Linked DNA regions of Mus musculus: region 2 is linked to region 1. Evidence: chromatin contacts called from public HiChIP or PLAC-seq data. All regions are on one chromosome and are shown on one strand. Each heading gives the region's core, a stretch centred on a gene start, on an enhancer-like site or on the middle of the called end of the contact. The rest is flanking DNA. Distances are from core to core; before and after follow the strand shown.

What was found. HiChIP or PLAC-seq counts read pairs in DNA pulled down with a chosen protein or histone mark.
Region 2: an H3K27ac HiChIP or PLAC-seq map of embryonic stem cells shows a contact between it and region 1, with 58 read pairs. The contact joins the promoter of Rbms2 here to the enhancer-like site in region 1. A contact is called at or near these places in 19 of 39 promoter capture datasets (3T3-L1-derived adipocytes, the C10 cell line, the HPC-7 cell line and 12 more), 13 of 15 datasets of contacts at CTCF or cohesin (CD8 T cells, the G1E-ER4 cell line, the NIH/3T3 cell line and 6 more), 297 of 484 Hi-C or Micro-C datasets (the 3T3-L1 cell line, 3T3-L1-derived adipocytes, the 4T1 cell line and 155 more), 50 of 115 datasets of contacts at active chromatin or transcription factors (the 230-238 cell line, CD8 T cells, the HPC-7 cell line and 30 more) and 5 of 9 other capture datasets (adipose tissue, embryonic tail, liver and 2 more).

Annotation. Positions count from the first base shown.
Region 1 is chr10:128,139,231-128,144,797 of GRCm38.p6, forward strand. It overlaps Rbms2 (RNA binding motif, single stranded interacting protein 2), which reads right to left. Exons shown (of 13, transcript NM_019711.2): 5 at 4,165-4,322. Among named protein-coding and RNA genes, the nearest start is that of Gm51821, 16 kb to the left of the region's middle. Within about 2 kb of position 1,516, at least 9 of the 459 cell types and tissues checked have an H3K27ac peak or open chromatin away from gene starts, as enhancers often do. A contact at or near this core is called in bone marrow-derived macrophages, embryonic stem cells, germline stem cells and 3 more, where this site is marked.
Region 2 is chr10:128,175,212-128,181,247 of GRCm38.p6, forward strand. It overlaps Rbms2 (RNA binding motif, single stranded interacting protein 2), which reads right to left and starts at 1,357. Exons shown (of 13, transcript NM_019711.2): 1 at 1,139-1,357. The coding sequence starts at 1,204.

The sequences.
Region 1 (5,567 bases), core at 266-2,765:
CATGAATTGATAAATAAATGCCTTTTTTTTTTTTTTTTTTTTTCAAAGCAGAGTTTCTCTGTGTAGACCTGGCTGCTCTGGAACTCACTCTGCAGATCAGGCTGGCCTTGAACTCAGAGACCCACCTGCCTCTGCCTCCTGAGTGCTGGGATTAAAAAGGTGTGCAGCCACTACTACCTGTCATAAAGAAATGCTTTTTAAAGGGTGTGAGGGCTCTTGCCCCATACGTGATACAGAGGGGGAAAGCACAAGAAAAGAATGAAGGTGTAGGTACCAGTGGCCGTTCACCACCCAAGGCTCTGTAAGTCAGAGCACTCAGGAAAAGTGACCACATCCTCGTCTATGCACCAGCTACAGCTTCCTTCCGAAGTACAGACTGCTGAGCGGTTCCTGCTTGTTTCTGATTTTCTGAAATGGGAATCTTGTTGTATAGCCCCTGTCTCAGTGTTCACATGCTGGGATTTCAGCAGCTCTATACTTGGACTGGCAAGATGGCTCAGCAGATCAGAGAGCTTGCTGCCAAGTCTAATGACATGAGTTTGATCCCTGGAACCGACATGGTAAAGGAGAAAAATTGATTCCTAAAAGTTGTCCTCCATACACACACACACTCACAAATTAACAAATAAAATGTAATAGAAACATAAATGAGGGCCAGAGAGATGGCTCAGCAGTTAAGAGCACTGACTCTTCCAGAGGTCCTGAGTTCAAATCCCAGCAACCACAGGGTGGCTTACAACCATCTGTAATGAGATCTGATGCCCTCTTCTTCTGGTATGTCTGAAGACAGCTACAGTGTACTTACATATGGTAAATAAATTTAAAAAAAATAATAAACAAAACACAGGCAGTTATTTAATCCCAGCTGCTGGTGAACTATGTGAAGAACTGCCTGTATTGGGTTTAACTGTGAGCTTGTCAGCATGTCTCCCAGGGACTGTCTTCCATTAATTCACTTGGGTGGCACCATTCCCTAGGCAGGGACTGTTCCCTAGATGGGGGCCCTAAGCTGTGTCAGAGTGGAGAAGGCAAAGTGAGCCTAAACGGGCAAGCAAGCATGCATGAACTCATCCTGTCCTGGGTTCTGTCCGACAGGGCCTCTCAGTATAAGCTTTTTCAGCCTGGAACTGACTCTATTCACCAAGCTGTCCCTTCCACTCCACCCACTTCTGCCTCTTGAGTGCTGGGATTACAGGGACCACCACACCCTCCTTCCTAAGTATCCTTTTGTCCCGGTGTTTAAGCACAGTAACAAAAATGGAACCAGGACACATCACAAAAGAAAAAGGGCCAGGCGTGGTGGCGCACGCTTTTGATCCTAGCACTCGGGAGGCAGAGGCAGGCAGATTTCTGAGTTGGAGGCCAGCCTGGTCTACAGAGTGAGTTCCAGGACAGCTAGGGCTACACAGGGAAACCCTGTCTCGAAAAGCAAAACAAACAAGCAAACAGTGTGTGAGCCGAAAGTGGAAGAACACAAGTCCAAGACTCTTCCTCTTGTATTACCCAAGGTTGACATTAGGTGGCGCTACGCAGACTGAGCCTATTCAGAACTAGTATTTTTCTAGCCACAGCCTCTATTTTATTGGAGAGGCTGTTCTTTGAGACGGTATCTCACATAGTCCAGGGGCTCCCCATCCTCTTCCAAATGTCAGGATTGTGATGGGCCAAGATAACCCACTTCACTCCCAGTCTGAGCAGGCTAAGAGACTGAAACACAAAACCCAGACCTTTAAGCTAAAAACAATTAACAACTAACAGACTCTCCTCTCAAGTGAAACTCACTTGTTTGATTTTTCAATATTTTATTTATTTGTTTGTTTATTGAGCTAGGGTCTCACTCTCAATTCGGCAGGTCTTGAATTCCAAGTGATCCCTCTCATCTGAGCTACAGATCAGGCCTTGAATAGTTTGTTGTTTTGGTGTTTGTTTGTTTGTTTGTTTGTTTCAAGAGAAGAGTTTTTCTGTGTAACAGAGCCTTGGCTGGCCTGGAACGTGATCTATAGACCAGGCTGGCCCTGAACACATAGAGATCCTCCTGCATCTGCCCTCTCAACCACTGCTTGACTTCCACTGTTGATTTTGAGACAGACTCTTAAAAAAAACAAAAGCAAAAACAAAAACAAAAATCAACTTGGGCTGACTGTAAACAGTCTATGTACAACTTTCCAAGCACAAGGGTTACAGGTGTGTACAAACTTTGAGGGGTTCACCTTCAACTTCTGATTCTCCTGCCTCCACAACCCAAGTGCTAAAATGTCATTAGATACCCATTTTATTCCATGCTGTAGATCAAATTTTGGGGGGGGGGGTCCCATGCCTACTAAGCAAGCACTCTACCCACAGAGCTACATTACCACCCTGTCTTGAGCTTGGACTCATGATGTAGTTAGTGCTGGCTAGCCTGGAACTCACATTCTTTCAGATATGGCCACTTTGAACTTGCAGAGATTTTCCGCCACTCAAAACAAAAAGTCTTTGCAACAATGTTTCACATGTATTTATTTTGTATGTGTTAGCATTCTCTCTAAGATCCATCCCACAGTTACCTGGCAACAGCCAGGGATGCTCCACCCCACAGTACCTGGCAACACCCAGGGATGCCTGATGAGCTGCTTGCTCCCTCTTGCTCATGTTCTGTCCTCTCCTCTCTCTCCTCCCTCCCCTCCATCTCTCCACGTGCTCATGGCAGCCTCTTCTCCTCTACTTCTTCTCTTCTCTTCTCCTCTACTTCTCTTCTCTTCTCTCTGCCTTTCTCTGCCTCTACTACCCTCTTAACTCCCCCCTCCCATGCCCTTAATAAACTCTATTACTATACCATCATGTGGTTGCTCCCTCAGGGGGAAGGGATGCCTCAGCATGGGCCCACCAAGGTACCCCCTCCCCCCCATACCTGACTATACCTCCATAGAACATAACTCCCCCCCCCACTTTCTTTGTCTTTTTATAAAAACATCAGTATGTGTGTGTAGTCATGTGAGTGGTGGGGGGGGGTCAAACATGTTGGCAGGCTTCAACAGCAAGCATCTTTACGTGCTGATCAACCATGTAAGCACCCAAGCAAAATCTTTTTTAAAAAAGTAAGTCATTTTTAGGTAGGCTAAGATCAGGTGAAGCTCCATGACACATGAGCCCAGGAGAGGGCAGCCTAGAGAAGGAGAGATCTGGGTAATCAAACTCCACAGAGAACGCTAAAGCTCAGCAATGTCCTACAACACAGGGCAGCCACTGCACAGGTTGTTCTAGGATAGAAGTCTCCCTGAAGATCCAGAGAGCATAGCAAATCTTCCACTTCATCCTACTGATCTGAGGACTAGGTCCAGGCCTGACAGAGTTTAAATGAGGTGTGGAGTGGGAATGGTCAGCTGTAAGGGCACAGAATCGGACGAACAAAAGCTAGGTTAGCAGAGGCAATGGGAAAGGAAGCCGAAGGACATCCATGAGGTGAGGCGTGGTGGAGCATGCCTAGAATCCCAGCGTCTGGGAGGCAGAGGCAGGAGGATTGCAGGCAGTTTTTGTTATGTGCCAGGCCCTTAGTTTAATATTCAACACACACACACACACACACACACACACACACACACACACGATTTACTACCAAGGGTTTAGACAACTTGCATTCATGTATGTATTATGTATGTGCAGAAGCTGCCGCACATGTGAAGGTCAGAGGACCACCTTCTGGGGTCAGTTTTTCCTTCTACCGTCTGGGCTCCAGGGATCAAACTCAGGTCACCAGGTTTGCTGTCAAGCACTTTTACCTGCTGAGCTACTTTGCTGCCTCTTATTAGGTTTGTTTGTTTTGGGGTTTTTTTGGTTTTTCAAGACAGAGAAACCCTGTCTCAAAACTCACCAGGCTGGCCTCGAACTCAGAAATCCGCCTGCCTCTGCCTCCCAAGTGCTGGGATTAAAGGCGTGTGCTACCACACCCGGCTTATTAGGTATTTTTGACAATTATTTTGGTCTAGTTCAGGGGAAGGGCACTGTGTGTGTGTGTGTACGCCTATGTGTCTATATGTGTATGTATGTGTGTATCTCTGTGTGTATTTGTGTGTGTCTGTGTGTGATTCTGTGCGTGTGTGTCTGTGCGCATCTGTATGTGCATCTGTGTGTGTATGTGTTGTTTCCTAAGTTATTTCTTGCTAGCCACTCTCAGTCATCCCTTACCTTGCAAAGCCGACCCCTCTGCTGGCCCCACTAGTGTCTCGAAGGATCCGAGTAGAGATGACCTGGCCAAAGGGCTTCAGCATCCCCTCCAGTTCCTGCTCGTCCATTGACAGAGGGAGGTTTGAGATGTATAAGTTTGTAGGGTCTTGCTCCTGTTGCTATGGACACGAAGGTGAAAACTGAGGCTCACATCTTGCTCCCCATCCCATCCTCAGCCCTCATGCACAGAATAACATTTGAGAAGAGAAGCATTAAGGGGGGGATCCAAACACAGAGAACCTTCTGTTTGTAATACCCAGAACTGTCACCGTGTACTACACACCTAGTCCAGGAAGAGAGATTATAATATTTACCACGTCTACTGCTGTACAATCCAGTAACACAAGCCACCTACCAGCTGTCTCTTTAAGAAGCAGGCAGAACAAGTTTTCCTCTTGCCCTGCAGCCTGGCCCTGAGGTTAGATTCCTTTCTCCTGACTTGTCAACTCCACAGTTCAGAATGATTTCTCTCCCTCTCTTCTGCCACAGCAGACTCGGCTAAGGGGGCTACCTGGTCACTGGCGGATGGGAGGGAAGCAGGGAGGGCAGCAGGAAGGAAACAGAAAGGGCAGGGTGTGCTGTGCAGTGATTTACCCCAAAGGTGTTTGGGAGCCCCAGGGAGAGGCTGCACTAGGGGCAGGGTGGAGGTTCCTGGAGGGCTCAATGACAGTTCTGCCTAAGGGCTTGATTTTGAATTCCTGATCCTTCTGTCTCCTTCCCAAGTGCTGGGATCACAGGTGTGTGCACAACACCCACTCCAGAGCTGTTTTCAAGCCTGTCAATCATTACACTGCTTTAGTCAGTCCTTTTCAGCAACCTTAATCCCACTTTCAACTTCCGTTTCTTTCCCTTTTTTTTCCACCTAAAATTTATTTTTTACTTTACATCTATGGGTGGTTTTGTTTGTTTGTTTGTTTTTTGTTTTTGCCTGTATGTATGTCTGTGTATGGTGTGCATATAAGCATCCAGAAAGACCAAAAGAGGGCACTTCCCTGGAACTAGAGTTAAGATGCCTTTAAGGTACCGGGGTGGGTACTGGAAATTGACCCCAGGACCTTTGGAAGAACAGCCAGTGTACTCTCTCCAATCCACTCACCTCCTGCCCTTCTCTCCTCTTCCTCCTCCTCTCCCTCCTTTTCCTTTTCCTCTTCCTCCTCCTCCTCTTCTCTTTCTCCTTTTCTCTTTTGAGACAAGCAAGGTCTTACTCTGTAGCCCAGGCTGGCCTAAAACAAACTCTCACTATCTTTGCCTCCCAAGTGCTGGAATGACTTGAGACATCACACCCAGCTTCATTTCCCCTTTAACCTTTAGAGAAAAGAATGGCTATGTTGGGGCTAGAGCGATGGTTAAAAGCACTGGCTGCT
Region 2 (6,036 bases), core at 107-2,606, 36 kb after region 1:
ACTTGCTTGTAGTCCAGGCCGGTGTTGAACTTAGAGATTGGACTGCCTCTGCTTCCTGGGTACTAGATTTAAAGGCTTGCACCATCACCTGGCTGTAGAGCTTTCTTTCTTAAGCACATAAACAGAATGAAAACCACATAAACTACCCACCAGAGTACTGCCCTGATGAGATACTAGTATTCGAGTCTCTGAAATGGTCTTTTCAGGTCCACGAGGATATGAATCTCTCCCCACCTCCAACATTCCATCAAACAAGCATAGATCTCTGCACCACGTGTTTTCTTAAAGAACAGCTGTAATGCTCAAAAGAGACCAAAAAGTCTTCCTGCTATGGCTCAAAGCTCCTCCTCCAGCATTGCATACCACAAAATGCCAAGAAACTGCCAAGGATACTCTCTGGCAAATGTGGGCAAGCCTGTCTATCTCTCTCCAGGCTGTTCATTCACTCAAACATACCTTAACTCCTCAGGCAGCCAGGGGTTAATCATAAAGACTCCAGGGATCCTTGCTAAGCCTGGCTATCTGCAGGGTTCCAAGTATCCTCTCAAAAGGCATGACCCAAAGAATCACAGAGCTTTCTGCCTTAATCCCAAAGCATGTTATCTCCCCAAATTCCTCTGCCAGGATGGGTGGGGTGGGGTAGGGTCTCTCGTCTAGAAGCACACACTTAATTCTTGATGAGCCTTGAGACCTCTCAAACTACCTGTAATTTTTCTGCTATCTGGTGGGTTGAGTAAAAAGCGAAGTGAGGTGGGGGTAAGGGTGGATGCAATTAACCAAAATGATAAAATAATCTTGCCGGGTGTGAGCCTAGGGACAAGGTCTGAGTTGTCAGACTATCCCCGGGACCATGGGCGCAGCAGCAGACAGGCAGACTAACTTCGTTTCAGAAGATACAAACTTGCAAAGTTGGTTGTTTTTATTCCGCTGCCTCCTCCAGCCTCACAAACTTCTGCTCTAAATTCCTTTAACTCCAGAACCAGGTGCAAAAAGGCAGGAAAGACGCGGTGGAAGGAGAGGCGCTGAAGGGGGACAGAGGAATCTCGTTCCCCTCTTAAAGGAGAATTCTAAAACCAAGGGCGCTCCTGGATCCCTAGGAAAGGAAGTAGCTGATTCCCCAAAAGCACTTTTTTCCTACCTTCTTGTTGTTCTTGTTATAGCCAAAAGTCGAAATCCCAGGCCTGGAAGTCACTGATAGCAGCATTTTTTCTTTACTGTTACGGAGCTGAGAGAGAGAAAGAAGAGAGTGAAGGAAAGGGAGGGAGAAAGAGGGAGGGAGGAGGGGAGGGGGAAAGGAGAGGGAGAGAGGAAGGGAGGGAAAGAGGGAGGGAAGGGAGAAGGGAGGGGGAGGAGAAAGAGGAGAAAAGGAGCACGCAAGAGAGAGAGAGGGAGTGGGGGGGGGGCCTGCGGGGAAGAATGAGCTAGGTCTGCTCCTTACGTCACTGAGAGAAGTTAACCCAAAGTCAGAACGAGCCACTTCCACTGGGTCCTAATGCCCGGGATGTTCTGTTTTGGTTTTGGTTTTCATAGGCTTAGTTCAAGCTAGAAAGAAGAATTCTTAGGTCTAATCCTTTTCAAATGTAACCCTGTTTCTCCATGAACAAGTTCTGATTATTATGAAAAGACAATTAACCTATTATTAATAAAAGACAATGGTTTTTGTTGTTGTTTTGTTTTGATTTGAAGCTTTCTTTCCCTGAGATCTCAGCTACAAGATTTCAAACTTGGCCTGAAAAATGTCTTAGTAAGTTGCCAGGCCTATGCTCAGTTCCCAGATCTACATGGTAGAAGGAGAGAACCAGCTACCAAAAATTTTTCTCCCCCGACCCCAGCACCCAATGTGGCATGCCCACATATGCACATACAAAAAGAAATAAATGAAATAGTATATATATATATATATATATATATTTAAAGACATCAAGCTTAGTGTAAAAGGACCATCTTGACTGCCTCCCAGAGCATGGAAAGAAGACTATATGGCAATACCGTGTGTGAGAGCTCAGAGCTCAGACTAGTTTATATTAGGGTGATTTTTTTTTTTTTTTTTTTTGGTTTTTGAGACAGGGTTTCTCTGTGTAGCCCTGGCAGTCCTGGAACTCACTTTGTAGACCAGGCTGGCCTCGAACTCAGAAATCCACCTGCCTCTGCCTCCCGAGTACTGGGATTAAAGGTGTGCACCACCACGCCCAGGCCCAGCTTATATTAGGGTGATCTTGATGCAGTAAGAAAGATTTTGGAGTCTGGAGAGCTGGCTCAGGGGTTAAGAGCATGGCTGCTACTCCAGGAGAGCACAGCTGATTCCCAGCATCCACATGAGGTGACTCACAGTCACCTCTATGGCCACTAGCTTCCATGGATACCAGCATGCTCACACATGTGTGCTCTCTCTCCCTCTCCCACTCCCCCCCCCCATCATATACACATGCATACGTATATACACATACATAAGTACACAAAACACACACAGAGACACACATACACACACAATGTTTTATTTTTTATTTTTTGAGACAGGGTTTCTCTGTGTAGCCCTGAATGTTCTGGAACTCACTCTGTAGACCAGGCTGGCCTGGATATCTGCCTACCCCTGCCTCCCAAATGCTGGGATCAAAGGTGTGCACCCCCACTGCCAAGCTAATTTTTTTAACATTAAAAAAAAAGTATCTTGGAGCTGGCGAGATGGCTCAGTGGTTAAGAGTGCCAACTGCTTTTCCGAAGGTCCCGAGTTCAAATCCCAGCAACCACATGGTGGCTCACAACCATCCGTAATGAAATCTGACGCCCTCTTCTGGAGTGTCTGAAGACAGCTACAGTGTACTTACATATAATAAATAAATAAATAAATAAATAAATAAATCTTTAAAAAAAAAGTATCTTAAAATTAATAGGGCTGGTGAGATGGTTCAGTGGGTAAGAGCACCTACTGCTCTTCCAAAGGTACTGAGTTCAAATCCCAGCAACCACATGGTGGCTCACAACCACCCATAATGAGATCTGATACCCTCTTCTGGTGCGTTTGAAGACAGCTACAGTGAACTTATTCTAATAAATAAATCTTTTAAAAGAAAGAGAAAAAAGTAATTAATTAATTAATTAATTAATAATAATACAGAGAAACCCTGTCTCAAAAAACAAATAATAATAATAAGAAGAAGAAAAAGCATGGCCTAGGGATGGTGATACACTGCTTAAAGCTGGAACTCCAGCATGTATGAAGAAAGATCACCAAAAGCCTGAGGCCAGCCAAGGCCACAGAGTGACCAGTGACCGTAGGATCCACTGCAGAGCTTGAGGGAAAAGGCCAGCCTAGGCTATACTTTTTTTCACATGATAGTTCAGCAGGTAAAGGTGCTGAAAGATCTGGATTAATTCCTGGGACCCACGGGGTACAAGGGAGAAGAACCTACTCCTGAAATTTGTCCTCTGACCACCGTATGTGCTATAGTATACACTCACCAACACACACACACATACACACACACATTTTAAATGTAATAAAAGAGGACAAAAGTGAGTATGTTAAAAGCATATACAAATTAAATATACAATGGCAATAACTTCAGAGCCCTTGTTCCGTTCTGTCTGGGGTGACCGTTCCCAGCGCGAAGGCATCATCCCGAGACCAAGTCCACGCACCTCGCACCTCGGTGCTTTTGAACAAGTGGAAGCTTTACATTTTGTTATTATTTATTTACTTATTTATTTTTGGTGATCTCGGGAATTCAGCATGCTAAGCACGCACTCTCCCAAGCACTAAGCCAAGCCTTCAGCCCATGTGAGAGCTATCTTACTTAACTTTATGATTAATTTAATTACTTGTTGATGTAAGATAGGGTCTCACTCTGTAGTGCTCACTGACTTCAAACTCCGCATCTCCCTGTCTCCTTAGTGTGCTATTACTGGACATACATGAACGATCGCCCCCCCCCCCCCCCCGTTTTGTTTGGTTGGTTTAGGTTTGGCTATGTTGTTTGAGTGTGCTAGAGGATCAAGCAGTCTGCCAAAGAGACACAGTCCCACACTTCCAGCATATACTTCATCCTCTTTTTTAACAGTTAATGTGTTTAACCGTTTATGAGTATTGTGTGCCACATGTGTTCCTGGTGGTAAGAGCTAACTACTTCACATGTCTGAAACCTTTTTTAAAAAATTATATTTATTTATTTGGTTTTTCCAAGACAGGGTTTCTCTGTGTAGGAACACGGGTAAGAAGTCTGAAGTGGGCATCAGACTCCCTAAAACTGGAGTCACAGATGCTGGTGAGCTACCGTGTGGGTGCTAAGAATAAAGTCTGGGTCCTCATAGCTCTTAACCACTAAATCAACTCTCCAGTCTTGTTTGGTACGTTTTTTTTTTTTTTTCAAACAGGGTCTCATGTAGCCCCGGCTGGCTGGCTGGCTGGCATTGATTTCCACCTAACCAAGAAAAAAAAAAAAAACAAACCCTGAACTCCTAACCTTCATGCTGCTCTCCTGAGTGATAAGTTTCCTGCATCATCTTGCCCAGCTGTTGGACTTTTTAATCTATTATTTCTTAGCCCTTAAGACCCATGAAGCTTAAACAAGGATAAAAACTCACCAGGTGTGGAATTTATGGCCAAGCCAAATGACGTTCACAGAGTCCTCTCTGAGCTGTCAAACAGACAAATCGTAACTCTTTAAAAAGCATGTTTCACAAAGAAAGAAGAGTATAACTTAAGTATCAAGAATCTCACACAGCTGCAGTAACACTCACCTCCAATATGCCCTCCAAGGAGGAGTTGGAACAGGAAAAGAAAACTTACAAGTGATACCAAAGAAGCCTATCCATCCACCTAGAACAGGGAGGGAGACTGAATGCCTTCAGAGCCCCTCCTCAGGCCTCCCACTGCTGCCACACACATTCTCCAGAAGTAAATTAACTCCGTCTTTGTCACAACAGACCTCAAGCCCAGACTCTCTCTAAAACAAAGCTCTGCTCTCTGTTTTTCCTGCGGCTGCTTTGCTGTGATAACGAAACAGACAGTGCCGGCATGCTGCAGAATAAATACGTGCACGGCTACCACCCCCAATTCCTAACTTTCATTTCCAACAGGACAGGAAGTGCCTGCTCAACTCAAGGGACACAGGAAGGGTGGGAACAGCCTCAGTGTGGAAATTGCAACTGAGAATGGATATGGGAGCCCAATACAGTAAATAAGTAAATAGCATCTCTCAGGGAGACCGAATTTTTCAGGAACTTCCTTTTCTATCCTCAGAAGTTTTCATTCATAATATCCCAACTCCTTCTTGTTTTAGAACAGTCATCCTAATGGATATAAGAAAGAGGGTTTCTTTCTCTTATATCTCATATATATGGATATATGAGACAGGGTTTCTCTGTATAGCCCTGGCTGTCCTGGAACTCACTTTGTAGACCAGGCTGGCCTCGAACTCAGAAATGCCTCTGCCTCCGGAGTGCTGGGATTAAAGGTGTGCGCCACCCCCACCCCCCAGCTTCCTTTAAACATTTATTGTTTGTGATGAAAACATTAAACTTTTTTTCTTTCCAGAGGCAAGATTTTGTTAACATTCTAGTCCAGTCCCTCAACTCACAAGCTAACTGACACTAAGAAAACTAACTAGTTCACACGTCAGAAAAATTTTTTAAATTATATATATATATACTATTTTTTAAGACAGAATTTCTCTGTGTAGCCCTGGCCATCTTGGAACTAGCTTTATAGACCAGGCTAGCCTGAATCCAGAGATTCACCTACCTTGGCCTCCCAATCCTGGGATCAGAGGTATGCACCACCACTGCCTGGCTTTTTTATTTATTTGTGTGTTTGTGTGTACATATTCAAATTCCATAGTTTGTTTGTAATCACAGAAGAACTCTCAAGAGTTGTCACTGGCTGGGCTGGGCGTAGTGGCACATGCCCTTAATCCCAGCACTTGGGAGGCAGAGGCAGGCAGATTTCTGAGATTGAGGCCAGCCTGGTCTACAAAGTGAGTTCCAGGACAGCCAGGGCTATACAGAGAAACCCTGACTTGGGGGGGTGGGGGAGTTGTC